Regions from separate parts of the Mus musculus genome. Here regions 2, 3, 4 and 5 are each linked to region 1. A link is a contact called in public Hi-C, capture Hi-C and promoter capture Hi-C data. All regions are on one chromosome and are shown on one strand. Each heading gives the region's core, a stretch centred on a gene start, on an enhancer-like site or on the middle of the called end of the contact. The rest is flanking DNA. Distances are from core to core; before and after follow the strand shown.

The links. Promoter capture Hi-C pulls out the DNA fragments that hold promoters and counts their contacts. Hi-C and Micro-C count contacts between places; a contact is called where the count stands out from the background. Capture Hi-C pulls out chosen DNA fragments and counts their contacts.
Region 2: a promoter capture Hi-C map of cranial neural crest shows a contact between it and region 1. The contact joins the promoter of Zfp454 here to the promoter of Col23a1 in region 1. A contact is called at or near these places in 2 of 39 promoter capture datasets (cranial neural crest and embryonic stem cells) and 1 of 115 datasets of contacts at active chromatin or transcription factors (embryonic stem cells).
Region 3: a Hi-C map of bone marrow-derived macrophages shows a contact between it and region 1, with 25 read pairs. The contact joins the enhancer-like site here to the promoter of Col23a1 in region 1. A contact is called at or near these places in 5 of 39 promoter capture datasets (cranial neural crest, embryonic stem cells, frontonasal cranial neural crest and 2 more), 9 of 484 Hi-C or Micro-C datasets (LSK cells, the N1E-115 cell line, bone marrow-derived macrophages and 6 more), 16 of 115 datasets of contacts at active chromatin or transcription factors (craniofacial prominence, effector CD8 T cells, embryonic basal ganglia and 10 more) and 2 of 9 other capture datasets (adipose tissue and macrophages).
Region 4: a capture Hi-C map of embryonic stem cells shows a contact between it and region 1, with 2.8 times the contacts expected there. The contact joins the promoter of Zfp2 here to the promoter of Col23a1 in region 1. A contact is called at or near these places in 1 of 39 promoter capture datasets (cranial neural crest), 1 of 484 Hi-C or Micro-C datasets (embryonic stem cells), 7 of 115 datasets of contacts at active chromatin or transcription factors (embryonic stem cells and stem cell-derived neural progenitor cells) and 4 of 9 other capture datasets (adipose tissue, embryonic stem cells, liver and 1 more).
Region 5: a Hi-C map of nephron progenitors shows a contact between it and region 1, with 12 times the contacts expected there. The contact joins the promoter of Zfp354c here to the promoter of Col23a1 in region 1. A contact is called at or near these places in 1 of 39 promoter capture datasets (stem cell-derived epiblast-like cells) and 1 of 484 Hi-C or Micro-C datasets (nephron progenitors).

Annotation. Positions count from the first base shown.
Region 1 is chr11:51,288,533-51,291,232 of GRCm38.p6, forward strand. Col23a1 (collagen, type XXIII, alpha 1) reads left to right here and starts at 1,388. Exons shown (of 29, transcript NM_153393.2): 1 at 1,388-1,855. The coding sequence starts at 1,595.
Region 2 is chr11:50,886,121-50,888,820 of GRCm38.p6, forward strand. Zfp454 (zinc finger protein 454) reads right to left here and starts at 1,381. Exons shown (of 6, transcript NM_172794.3): 1 at 1,246-1,381; 2 at 249-378. The coding sequence starts at 281.
Region 3 is chr11:51,563,802-51,566,501 of GRCm38.p6, forward strand. Col23a1 (collagen, type XXIII, alpha 1) reads left to right here. Exons shown (of 29, transcript NM_153393.2): 14 at 940-1,002; 15 at 1,376-1,420. Among named protein-coding and RNA genes, the nearest start is that of Phykpl, 20 kb to the right of the region's middle. Within about 2 kb of position 1,445, at least 53 of the 459 cell types and tissues checked have an H3K27ac peak or open chromatin away from gene starts, as enhancers often do. A contact at or near this core is called in bone marrow-derived macrophages, where this site is marked.
Region 4 is chr11:50,914,705-50,917,489 of GRCm38.p6, forward strand. It overlaps Zfp2 (zinc finger protein 2), which reads right to left and starts at 1,472. Exons shown (of 6, transcript NM_001044698.2): 1 at 1,405-1,472.
Region 5 is chr11:50,826,262-50,828,983 of GRCm38.p6, forward strand. It overlaps Zfp354c (zinc finger protein 354C), which reads right to left and starts at 1,470. Exons shown (of 5, transcript NM_013922.4): 1 at 1,318-1,470; 2 at 165-249. The coding sequence starts at 197.

The DNA of each region.
Region 1 (2,700 bases), core at 138-2,637:
GGCTAATCCACATAGGTATCTGACAAGAATAAAGACCCAGGGAGCAATCGCCCTGTTCAATACACAGACGCTTCTAGAATGAAACAGTACCCATTAACACTAACACTGGTAGGTAATGGGTAGTGAGAATGGGTGCTAACTTGTAATACGGTGTTGGCGTCTTTTCAGAGACTTCAGTAGACTGTCAGGTTTGCTTGGCAAGAGGTTTTCAGAATATTTGTTGGGCACAGGCACAGTTTTCACACAGGGCCAAGACTTTATAACCACTACCAGAAACTCCACTTTACCTGAGGCCACAGCCTCCAACCCCAGGAAGTTTTAGTTCAGAGGGTCTTGCCAGCTGGGTGATTTCCCTTTTAATTAGGGGAGTAGGAGTGTTGCTGGGTCTCAACAGGCTTTAAGAATACAGAATGGATAATGCAGCCACAGAAATTAAGAAGACAGCCACAGGAGAGTCAGAAGGGAAGGTGGAAAATTATCTAAAACCCACTCCATCACGTGTGCCCCTTACCAGGCTCCAAACTCAGGACTGACTCTTCTCGAAAGGGTGTCCCAGGAGTTAATGTGACAGTTACTTGAGACCAGTTTTGAGGTATAAATATGCCTTGTGGGGGCCCTGGCAGCTAAAACCTGGATTCCAACTTCAGCCTCTCTGGCCATCCCTGTAAGTGGATGGCTTTCTCTTTGGGCCCGATTGGTGTCCTAATGTAACTGTGGTTAAGACAAGTCAGTATGATGCATTCCAGATTTGGGTTTGGGCTAAGTCTGTCCCTGCAGAATTCAAGGTATACCAAGTTTTAGACACTTTTCCCATTTGTTTTTTGTCTGCTTCCTGAACTAACTGCTCCCTCTGGTTCAGGAAAGAAGTATGAGCTTTTTTGTCTAGTGTCCATGCCTGAGTTGCTATGGTGAACATTGACTATAAGAGGTGCCTAGTTTGCCTCCTTCCTTGTCTCTTATTCTCCTTATTTCTCTCTTTCCTTCCACATTCCTCTCACTAGTTTTCCTCTTTCCTTCCTTTGTTTCTCTTTCTCTTTGATTCTCGGTTACCAAGTCTTCCTGCGCACACCCGCAGGGGTCGCTTTTGGCCACCAAGCGGCGCTCAGCTACCGTCTAGAAAGAACCTCTAACTTTCCCACAGAGTTCCAAGTTTTGCTTTGCAAGTGTCAGAAAGGTCAATCTACAAGCTTGGGGAACACTCCCAAGGCTCGAACAGTGAGTGCCTCAACCTCAGGCGGCCTGCGACAGAGCCGAGCCCGGCCGCATAGGGTGCCTCGGGTGGCACCGGCGGGGTACAGAGGCTCGCGCTCCGGGACCCGCTAGGCGAGGGCCCGGACTGCGAGGAGCTGATGAGCGCCAGGCCCCCACCACCACCCCCGCCCTCCCCGTCCGGCCGCTCCTCCCCTGGGTGGGTCCCCGCGCCTTTTCTGGCGGGGTCTATTTGCATAGAAGGAACTGCCCGCAGTGGCCGCTGAGTCTGAGCGGGCGGCTAGGGGGGCGTGCGCGATCCGCGGCCACCCGGACGCGGAGCCCCGCAGCCGCCGACCTGGAGCCGCCCCGGGCCGCAGCGCCGACGCAGAGCCGGCGGGTCGCCATGGGCGCGGGCGAGCGCGCGGCGGGCGGAGGAGGCGCGCAGGACCCCGGAGCGGGCTGCGGGTCGCGGGCGCTGAGCGCGCTGTGCCTGCTGCTGTCGGTGGGCTCTGCGGCCGCCTGTCTCCTGTTGGGAGCCCAGGCGGCCGCCCTGCATGGCCGAGTGGCGGCGCTGGAGCAGGAGCGCGAGCTGTTGCGGCATGCGGGGCCGTCCGGAGCCCTGGCCGCCTGGGCCGAAACGCACCTGGAGCGCCTGTTACGGGAGGTGAGGGCGCGCGATCGCCGGCCGGGGGATGTCCCGCTTCACGAGGGGGTGTAGGGCTGCGGGGGCGGCGTTGATCGTCACCTTCAGGAGCAGGACTCACCTAGTGGATTGCACTGGGGTCGCTGGTGGGGAAGGGTCCTGCTGTCCAGCTTCTGTGCCGGGACTTGCTTCTGCAGGAAAAACAACTTAAAGGGCTGTTTAGGTAACACTAAGGGGCTATGGTAAAGAAAGACCTTGGGGTAACAACAGTCCTGAGTGCGGAGTCTCTACTGAAGTGTGTGCTCAGACCCACAGCCTCTGCCTGCTCTCCAGCGCTGGAGATACTAATGAGGCTCTTGCGTTCCCACGGCTAGTCTGCCTGAAACAGTCCGGACCACCTCAAGGCTCAGGCCAGCCCTTCCTCTGTGTCCGGGAAGGTTAGGTTGGGAGCGGCTCTGGCCTAGATGTGCTGTGTTCCTTAGCTGGCCCACTAAAACTGTGCATCGAAGACTAGGACACAGCTGAGCTAGCTGCCTCTGTGCGCGTTTGGCTGGGTGGTGATCTCTACAGGCCACCCCCAAAGCGTCTTAGGTTTGTTTTCCGAGGGTTAAGACTCCTGTTTTGAGCCTGCCCTGGTGGCATCTGTAATTCCAGAATTTAGGAGGCTGAATTGTGTGAATCTCTCTACAAGTTGGGGGCTGGCTTAAACTATATAGTTGAGATGCAGGTCCAGCCTGGGCTTCAGAACGAAAATAAATAAATAAATAAATAAATAAATAAATAAATAAATAAATGCCAACCATTGGGCATATTGATGAGCGCCTTTAATCCCAGCACTTTGGAGGCAGAGGCATGAGGATCTCTGA
Region 2 (2,700 bases), core at 131-2,630, 400 kb before region 1:
ACCACCATCTTACTGGCTAACAGAAGTAGAAAGGTTTTCATTTTATACTAACCTAGAATCCTGCCCAGATGTGCCACTTTCATGCCTTACAGAAAGCTCTAAAGCTCACTAGGAGGAGATGTGTGGTGGGAGGGAGCAGCTGGGGTCTTTGGGGGTGGCTGGAAAGGAAGCTTCTGGTTAGAGCAATGAATGAAGTCAAGGACACAACTGGGGATACAGGGGGACAACACTGGACAGTGATGACTCACCTGGACCAGGGCCGGGAGCTGGCTGACAGCCATTCCTTTTCTCTGGTGAGCTGAGGAGCATTGAGTAGGAAGGAGGCAGGGGAGGAGCTTTACAATTGCTGGGGTTCTCTGGCTAGAAGCATCTGCACTCCTGTAATGAGAGGGCCGGGTCAAAGGTCACAGGGATGCGCCTCACCATTCACATCCTGGCTCACTTTGTTCTTTTGCTCCCAGTGCATACTCCCTCTGAAGGTAGCTGTCCTCACCCAATCTGTAAAGTGACTTCTCCCCATGCCAGCTCTCCTTCGCATCTTTCCTTTAGTCAGATCCTGCATGCCTTCCCGTTTGTGTGGCTTTGGCTTTCCCCTGCAGAAAGCTTGCCCGGCCCAGTCCTCAAACTCTACCCATTCTCTGTCCCTTCCCCTGCAGCTATGCTTTGGCGTCTTAAGACAGCCTTTCCTCCTGGGACAGCTCTATCCCAACTAGAGGGAAGGAGGAGGCAAAGAGGTGACTTTTTCCTGAAAGGGAAGGGGAGTTAAACCGGCCAGATCTCTCTCTCTCTCTCTCTCTCTCTCTCTCTCTCTCTCTCTCTCTCTCTCTCTGTGTGTGTGTGTGTGGGGGGGGGGCTGTTTCGTGTTTCGGATGGGACAGTGTAGGGAGCGGGTTTCCGGGAGAAGAAATCATTCACATAAGTCACCCTCCACAGTTTCGTCAAGTGCAGGGGCTGCAGTGAAGGTGTCCCTTTCTCAAGTTCCTCAGAGAGAACTTGGAGCCACGCCGGGAATATAACCAGCAGCTGTATGCAACTGTATTTGTGAGTTTGCAGCAAGATGAGCTAGAGGTCCTGACCAACCCTTCTCAACGTGCAATCAGGTTCGGATCCCTTAGCTCGACTACAAAACAGTTCTGCTGGTCCCTTCCATGTGTGGAATCAAATCTCAGTACATGCGCTTCAAAGTTAAGGACGTGGGATCCACGCCTTTCAAAACGGACCACAACCCACCCTTAGTCTACGTACCCTCTGTTCTCAACTCCCAGACCTGACCTTCAGTCTCTGGACACTGCAGATCACCGTGGGGCTTCCCTTAGAAGCTTGTCCACTGCAGAGCATAGCCTCGACAGAGTAGTCAGGACACAATGAGCTGGAGCCTGCTGCTTGACGCGGAGCCGCGCCTGCGCGTTTGTCCAGGAGCCGGGAAGCCTAATTCCCACAAATCTCTCTGCTGCAGCGCTTAGATTTTTGGACTCCTTTTCTCAGAGGGAGACCAGGAGCAAAAAGCGATAAAGCGCGCCTGCGCCTAGTCACTTTGTGGCCGAAACTACAATTCCCAGAAGGCTCTGCGGTGCACTAGCCTATCGCTGGGCAGACAAGTGGTCTAGTCTTGTGGAGACCAGCAGTGAAAAAAGGTCCAGGATGCTGTTATCAAGGTTACTAGACTCTAGGATCTGCAAGCAAAGCCAGAGAACATCCAGGAACGTCGTAATAGCGCCTAACGACAGAGAAAGGTCTTGAAAGACAGTCAGTACCAAGCTCTCAAAAATGCTACAGCCTCTGTTGGAGCTGGACTGGAGAGGCATGATAGACCTTGAGTGCAGTGAGGGTTTGGGTAGCAGGATTACCGGAGGGGGGTGCGGGGGGGGGGAAGGACGATGGCCCTGGAAGTCTCTGCAGAGTAAACAAGTGTCTCTGGGAGCACGGGATAGTATATAGAGAAGCTTGGATTTACTTCTGGTGACTGTATTTTGCTGGGGCCTGTGAGTATCGAGTAATGTACCAGAATCTTTCCCTGAAGATGTCTAGTTGCCTTTGGATATGTAGTAAGTATTCATGGAGGAACTTTCTTATTGGGAGAAAAGTGAAACAAATTCAATTAAAAAAATATGATTTGAGATTGACACTTCTGGGATTGCTGGCCACCCTTTAGGATACAATGTCAGTGGCTCTGTCCTGGGCTTTAAAGATGTCATTCTCTCACTTAGGGCACACACATATAGGTTAAGGCATAGAGCAGAGAGTGTTGAAACAGAGTGACTCCTGCACTGCAGTTTTTGTGTGACTAGGGAAGGTGGTCCATCAAACAGAAAATATTCATTAGGAGTGAATGAAAGGACAGGAATGCTGAGTTAGGGGTTTCAGAGTGAGAAGGGGCAGGGTGTTTGGGAGATTTTACTGTCCCAGGAAGAGCTCCCCACAAAGAATTTGGCTTAGGATATTTGATGCTTAGCAAGACCAGCATGTTCACCAGGAACAAGGAAAGAAAAAAGGGCTCAAGATGACATTGTGTGTGACTCTGAGGTTCTGACCCCATGGTAAAAATGTGGATTTATTTTGTGTGTGAAAGGAAAGCAATGGAAGTTCCAAGTGGACAGATGAACTTATCTGTGCAGACTATGGTCAGTTCTGGGCAGGACAGATTCAGGGTGAAAACTAGGGATGGTCGTAGGACAGTGACTTAGCATTTGTTGGCTTGCT
Region 3 (2,700 bases), core at 195-2,694, 280 kb after region 1:
TTCCCAGCAACCACATGGCAGCTCACCACTGTCACTCCAAGATCTGACACCCTCACACAGACAAACATGCAGGCAAAACACCAGCAAACATAAAATAAAAATAAATACATTTTTAAAAAATTATTTAAGGGTGGTTGTGGCACATGCCTTTAATCCCAATACTCAGGAGGTAGAAGCAGACAGATCTCTGTGAGTTCAAGGCTAGCCTGGTCTACCGAGTGAGTTTGAGGAAGGCAAAGGCTACACAGAAAAGCCCTATCTCAAAAGAACAATAGAGGCTGGGTGTGGTGGCACACACCTTTAATCCCAGCACTTGGGAGGCAGACACAGGCAGATTTCTGAGTTTGAGTCCAGCCTGGTCTACAGAGTGAGTTCCAGGACAGCCAGGGCTACACAGAGAAACCCTGTCTCGAAAAAACAAAAAAAACAAAAAAAACAAAAAAAAAACAAAAAAAAAAGACGATAAATAGATAGATAGACTGATTGATTTTGAAAAGCTAAGCACCGTGGCTCCTCAGCACTGTGACCGTGGCCCGGCAGCTCCCTGGGCTTGCTGGCTGCCAAGTTTACCAGGGTACCAAGTTCCAATCCCTGCCTCAAAAGCAAAAGCAAAGACACTATAGATGATGCCTAAGGAGTAGCCCTCAGTTTCCCCGACTTCCACACATACATGTGCACTGACACGCATGTGCCCCTGCACACACATACATGTGCACTCACACACGTACACACACAAGGTCTCTTCAGCTACCCCAGATCTATGCCAAGACCCAGACCAGAAGAGGATGGTCGTGGTGTCAAATCCCCCTGGGGCTGAAGAGATCCTTGTGTCCATCCCCTTGCCCAGAAGGGCCAGGGTCACTAGGGTCTCGAGCATAAGACCCCGCGGCCCCGGGCTAGCACCTCTGCTTCCTTTCACTGGTATTTCCCCCATTTCAGGGTGAGCCAGGGGATGTGGGGCCCCGAGGAGAGAATGGAGTGGACGGCATTCCTGGACTAAAGGTGACATCACTAAGCTCCACCTAGTACCTGAAAGACCCCATTGACGCTGTCTCTGGGGGAGGGGGTTTACCTCTTAATTTGCACTTTTACAGAGAGAGTCCCAGGAGGGCCTGTCCCAGGGGTCCCCTTTGAATCACAAGCAGGGTGGTCTGAGGGTGAGTAGCCATGGATCAATTAGCCAGGCTCTGGGCTCTGGGCTAAGGCTTCATGTCCTTTTTGGAGCTCCTGGACCTCAAAATCCCCACTGTTGCAGTGTGTGGAAGGCTGTTCTTATGCATAGACCATGAGGCCCCAGCACACAGGCCCTGGACTCTGGGGAAGAGAGGACTAGGGGTGAGACAGGGTCTAAGCAAATTTCCATGTGTTTCCACAGGGGGAGCCCGGTCACCCAGGCGTGGATGGAGCCACAGGGCCCCGGGTAAGCAACACCCCTTCTGGTCACATGGGTGGTTTCAGAAGCCCTTTGTACCCAGCAGGAGTGCCAGAGGGCTGGTGAGACCACAAGCCCTAGGCATCTAGTTCCTTTTTTTTTTTTTTTTTTTTTTTGGTGATTTAATTTTTTTTCATGGGCCTGGAGCAATTCCCAGCAACCACATAGTGGCTCACAACCACCTGCAATGGGATCTGATGTCTTTTTCTGGTGTGTCTGAAGACAGCTACAGTGTACTCATATACATAAAATAAGTGAATACTTCTTTTTAAAAAATTCATAACACGGGGCTGGTGAGATGGCTCAGTGGGTAAGAGCACCCGACTGCTCTTCCGAAGGTCCAGAGTTCAAATCCCAGCAACCACATGGTGGCTCACAACCATCTGTAATGAGATCTGATGCCCTTTTCTGGTGTGTCTGAAGACAGCAACAGTATACTTACATATAACAATAAATAAATATTTAAAAAAAAAATTCATAACACATGCCTAGAATAAAACTTAAAAATATGGATGTATAAGGGAAGATTCCCAGCTTGTTGTTAAGGAAGAGCGCTCTCCCTTCACAGGTGACTGTGTACTCTTCTAGAATCTTCCTTGCATATTCAAACATTGGTCTTTGGTTTATCATTAGGCATGACTTTGCCTGCTTTTCGGTGACCTTGCTTTTTCTAGCCCTCTGCAAGAAAAGCAAGTGCTTTTAACTGCTGAACCATCTCGCCAGCGCCTAGCCCCAGATCTTTTGTAACCAACTCTTATGTGTCACCAGCACCTAGAAATGTAATTCAATACTTCCAACAGTCTGGCCTGAGGAGAGTCCCTCAGGCTCTGCAGTACATACATACTGGTCCTTGCCGTCCTCTGCAGATGTTATTCTTTAATTATGTGTGTGGGTGCAGGGCCTGCAGCGGCCAGCAGAGGGCATCAGATTCCCCTGGAGCTGGAGTTACAGGTGGTTGTGAGCTGCCTTGTTTGGGTGCTGGGAACGGAACTCGGGTCTTCTGCAAAAGCTGTGTGCACTCTTAACCACTGAGCCATCTCTCCAGCCCCAAGAGCCAAGCAAAGTTAGTGAGTTCATTTGTGAAGCAGGAAGATGTATACTTGGAGAGAGTCAAGTGGAGGCAGTAAGAGAAAGAGGCACCAGAGTGGTCCAGCTATATATGTGATCTGAGGTTTTAAAGCTACCTAAACCTCAGACATTAGGGAAATCATGTGCCGGAATACTGTGTTTCCTTACCCACAAAAGTCTGTCTGTGAAGAGACTTTTTT
Region 4 (2,785 bases), core at 222-2,721, 370 kb before region 1:
GGCAAGCATGAGGACCAGAAAGCAAGCAGGAGGATGAAATGCCCGAGGGCTTGGAGGAAGATGGAGGATGCTTCTCGGCCCTGACCTCAGGTCTTCACCTGAATGTGGCTATATGTGCACCTGTACCCATGCATACATGCAGCCATAGATACATACAAGTGAAATGTAGGTTTATATGACTATAGCAATATGCAACTTTTCTGTAGATTCATCTGTTTGTACAACAGATGCAAAAGTTAGGAATAAAATGGGCTGGAGTTTAGCATAAGGATATTATTTGAAGGAGGGTCTTCTCACTAAGTAGCCTTGGCTGGCCCAGACTCTGTGGAGCAGGTGGCCTCAAACTCATCCCCCTGCCTCTGTGGGATTCAAGGCACACACTACCACACCTAGCTTGCACCTCTCCAAAGCTTAAGAGGCTACTAGCAGCACTTCCAGTTGATGTGGGGCGTCAGTCACTCTTAACACCGCAACCATCTTTAGAAACTGCTACTTTTCTGGAAAGAATAAGACAGGAGATGCCCAAAGGTCTAATTATAACGTTGACCTAGAAATTTCACTACAAGGTTTTGTGGAAAGAGGCAATACAAAGAATGACATAACTGTACCATGTCCAATATTAAAATAAAAACAAAACACAACAAAAACAAAAAAGCCCAAAAGTCCAAAGGGAACCATTCGTGAAAATGACAGCTTTAACTGCTCTTAAAAATTAGTGTCTTAAGGCTATTCTCATCTCCATTGGGTGGTGGTTTAGATGCACTTCAAGCATCTTACAAAATGCCTTTTGTAACTCCATTTTTAAAGGTGAATGGAGGAAAGGCACTAACATCTTTTTTTTTTTTTTTGGAAGCAAAAGGTTTCTATTTATACATATAACACAATACATGGACTTTAGGACAAATTTCGAATGATTTCGCTCGTACATTTTTCTAGTTGACCAATAATGAACTTAAAGAAAGGGTGGGCACGTTCTTGCTTATTCAGGACTCATTTTACAAGCTCCTCCTTCGCAGGCAGAGGGCGGGTCCCCAGCAGCGGTGCACACAATGGCCAGAGCCCCGGACTGTGGTCCCGTGCCCTGCCAAGCTTCAGAGAGCGGGTCTACCACGCATTCATAGTGCATACCGAACCAGAGCTGCTCGGCCAGGTAGAGCTGGAGAGCAGTCGGGCGCGAATGACCCCGGGGTACGGGGGGATACCGAGCTGGGGGGTCTCGGTTAGGGTGTCCTGCGGCCTGGCGCGCGCGTGAGCTGCGCACCTGCGACTTCGTGCTCCTTGCGGACGAAGGATCACCTTTCTGTCTGGCCGGCTCTGCTCTTTTGGCACCAGAGCCCCGGGCTCCCAGTGGGAACGCCTCCGCCTCCCCGCCCGTGGACCACCCGCCCGAGGAAGCGCACTCACCACAGTCACTGAAGAAGCCAGAGGCTGGCGGCACAGGCAGCCGCACTGGGCGCGCGGGACTACATTTCCCACAAGACCATGAGCCCTCGACAGGGCTTCCAGTTGCGCAGGCGCAACCGCAGGGCTGCGGGCCAGCGATTGCTCCCCTAGTGCTCAGGCAAGGTTTGCCACCTTAAGCTTATTTTCTTAAAGAAACTGGTTCTAGAACCTTTTCCTTTCCTAAATTAAGAGAACCTTGGACACCCCCTTGCATGAGGTTAGGATGAGAGGTAAGCTACTAATGTAATGTAGATACTTCACGGCGCTCTGTGACCAGGTAGTAAATGATGCACTGGCTGGGTGAATTGTTACTGTGGAAAACCAGCCACCTCTGTGAGTGAAACTCGTGGGTGCTAAGGTAGTTTCGGCTGCATCCACGGCTTTGGAACTTGGAGAATATCTTAGGATAATTTCCATCCTATCTTAGGATAGAAAGATAGGTTACAAACTGTAATATTGGGTTCTTGTCTGGCCGCTTGTTTTTTAACGTTTTTTCTTTAAAATCTGACATCATGATACTTGAATACAGTGCACTGTGATCACATTCACCCCCAGCGACCCTCATTCATGTGCCCTTCTTTCACTGACCTCCATCCTTCCCAACTAGTCCTTCTTCTATACTTTTGGTCCTTTCCCCCTCGCTTCAGCCTGTAAAACTTCTATTCCATGCAACAAAGACTATGTTCCGAACCAAATGTCGGACGGGCATCTGGAGGCCACTTTTTGACGAGGCTCAAAAATCCTATTAGCCAAACGTGCGTGCCCAAATTCCTTTTATCCCACACCTTCCGCTTTTATCCCACACCTTCCGTCTTAGGTCTTTGACATTGTGTTTCTGCTCTGATGGGAGGATCTCCTGGGACTCGGAAGCTCAGGAACCACACAGCTCTGAGGTGGGACAATGTCCCAAAAGAAGGGCACCCTGAGACATGGGAGCTGAGGAACTAGATAGCTCTAAGAGGAAGCCTCCTCAGCAGAGGCGATGCAGCTACCAGGGCATGGCGTCCTCAGCGGAGCTCAGGAGCCTCAGTCCCTCTCCTTCTCATCGTTTCTTCTCTTCATTGCTTCTTTTCTTCTTCACTTCTGACCAGGCATAAGAATCTCATGAAAGAGATTTATTGGATGGACCAGGGTGTGAAGGGATGAATCCAGGGATGGCTGCTCTCTATCCTAGGGAACAGACAACAGGGAATTAGACAAAGTGGCAGTGCTTATATAGGATCTCTTAGGGGGCGGGGCTTTCCAGGGCAGAGATTTCCAGAGTGATGATTGGTGGGATTTCAAGTCCTGAATTTGGGGAGCTCAGGGATTAGTGGATTTTCTGCTCAAGGATTGATGTTTT
Region 5 (2,722 bases), core at 220-2,719, 460 kb before region 1:
GGGAGGCTTTTGTATCTTTTCTTTGCAGGTCAGCTTCAAACTGGAGTTTGCATACCCCTGTTAAATGCTAATTTTGCAAGGGAAAAAATTGGCAGGGGCAGAAAATGGAAACACATCCACATCTGAGTCAGAAAGCAATTTATGCAAAGACAAGCTTCACTTACTGTGCCTCGGGCAGCCAGCAAATCCACAGCCATTTCCCTTCTTAGTTTTTCTGCCAAAGGAGAGCCGAGTGCTGACCAAATATGCCTGGGAAGAAAAAAAAAAAAAAGGTGTAGTAAGGAATTCTGGTACAAAGGGAAGGCTTGGAGCCAGGAGGGTAAAGCCACCCACAAAGGGGTCTGGAGAAGTGGCTGTGTGATTAAAAGCACTTCCCTTGTTCGCAAAGAAGTTTGATTATCAGCACCCACATTGGGCTATCCACAGCTACTTGTAACTACAGGGGATCCAACATCCTCTCTGGCTTCCTTAGGTACTGTGTGCTCATGGGCACAGACACACAAACAGACACAAACATACACACATGAAAATAAATTAAGTTTTAAAACCCACCCATAATGGTACCAAATGACAGGAACACTGACAAAGCCAACCTGCCAAAACTACATCCCTTCTGTATATTAATCACTCTTCTTCTTTCTTACACTGATCCCTCCACACCCACCTACAGACCCTTTAGCACCTTGTACAAGATTCGTGGCAATGTCAAAAGGTTGGGCAGGACTGATTTAAAGTACAAAGGATAATGTGTCCAAGCTCTCTGCAAATGCTGTGTCTGTCTACCGCAAGAACTTAAGTGTTGGCTGTTTGGGAATTCCTGGAACCAGTCCTCTGTGCAGCAGAGGTGGGGCTGTGCTGTCGACGTGGCTGAGGTGGACAGCCAGGAGGTTCACAGCCTGCCCAAAGTGACAAGACAGCAAGCATCACAAATGGGAAGGAAATTCTGCTTTCAGTCTAAGGCTCCGATCAAGACTCAGAGAACTCTCGGGCCACAATGTGCCTTGGTTTCTTCTTCTGCACCATAGGCACAATGAAGGGCCAAGGGGCCTGTAACTTGCTATTAGATGCGCTAATTCATTAAGTTAGATTAGACTGCTAGGTATCGGCTGTTGATTTTATGATCTGCATAGCTAAGATGCTACAGAAGATGCACAGGCCTCTGGATCCGCAGTTTGGTCCCAGCCACGCTTCGTGGAGGGCCAAACCCGCAGAAAGATCCCCGAGCCTGAGGCCGCAGAGCAGTCGCCAGGCCGCGCCGGGCTCGCCGGGAAGCCCACCGCCCGCTACGCCCCGGTCGCCCCTCTTCACCCCACTCACGGACGCCGGCGCTCGCTCCCACCACTCTCAGCACGAGCAGTCTCGAGGATGTCGGCCCCAGACGCTCTCTCCTAGCACAGTCAGGATCACCTCCACCAGGAGCCCCCCAAAACGCCGCGAGCAGCCCCGCCACCGGGAGAAGCCCCAGAGAACTACTACTCCCGGCATGCCTGAGGTCTTTTCTGACTACACCTCCCAGAAGGCACCGGGGCCAGGCGCGTTCTGAAAGCTGAGTCGGGTCGTGTTGCACTGCAAATCCAGCAAGCCTGTCCCTGCTCTCTCAGTCAGTCCCTCAGACTTGTTTGCTAGGAGGGTGAAGTGATGTGACAGGACAAAAGTGGAATTTAGGGTTTAGGAGCGAGGTACCCATAGGTACCAGGCCAGCCTGACTGACTACATGTGGACAGCCAGGACTACATAGCGAGACTAAAACCAAAAAAAGTAAAACAAAACAAAACTCTAGGAGAACCCTAGCCCACATCACTAATCATTGTAGTTTATTTTTTTTACATTTTTTATTAGGTATTTAGCTCATTTACATTTCCAATGCTATACCAAAAGTCCCCCATACCCACCCACCCCCACTCCCCTACCCACCCACTCCCCCTTTTTGGCCCTGGCGTTCCCCCGTACTGGGGCATATAAAGTTTGCGTGTCCAATGGGCCTCTCTTTCCAGTGATGGCCAACTAGGCCATCTTTTGATACATATGCAGCTAGAGTCAAGAGCTCCGGGGTACTGGTTAGTTCATAATGTTGTTCCACATATAGGGTTGCAGATCCCTTTAGCTCCTTGGGTACTTTCTCTAGCTCCTCCATTGGGAGCCCTGTGATCCATCCATTATCTGACTGTGAGCATCCACTTCTGTGTTTGCTAGGCCCCGGCATAGTCTCACAAGAGACAGCTACATCTGGGTCCTTTCGATAAAATCTTGCTAGTATATGCAATGGTGTCAGCGTTTGGATGCTGATTATGGGGTGGATCCCTGGATATGGCAGTCTCTACATGGTCCATCCTTTCATCTCAGCTCCAAACTTTGTCTTTGTAACTCCTTCCATGGGTGTTTTGTTCCCAATTCTAAGGGGGGGCATAGTGTCCACGCCCCAACTGGTAAGAAGGACACATGCTCCACTATGTTCATAGCAGCCTTATTTATAATAGCCAGAAGCTGGAAAGAACCCAGATGCCCCTCAACAGAGGAATGGATACAGAAAATGTGGTACATCTACACAATGGAGTACTACTCAGCTATTAAAAAGAATGAATTTATGAAATTCCTAGCCAAATGGATGGACCTGGAGGGCATCATCCTGAGTGAGGTAACACATTCATAAAGGAACTCACACAATATGTACTCACTGATAAGTGGATATTAGCCCCAAACCTAGGATACCCAAGATATAAGA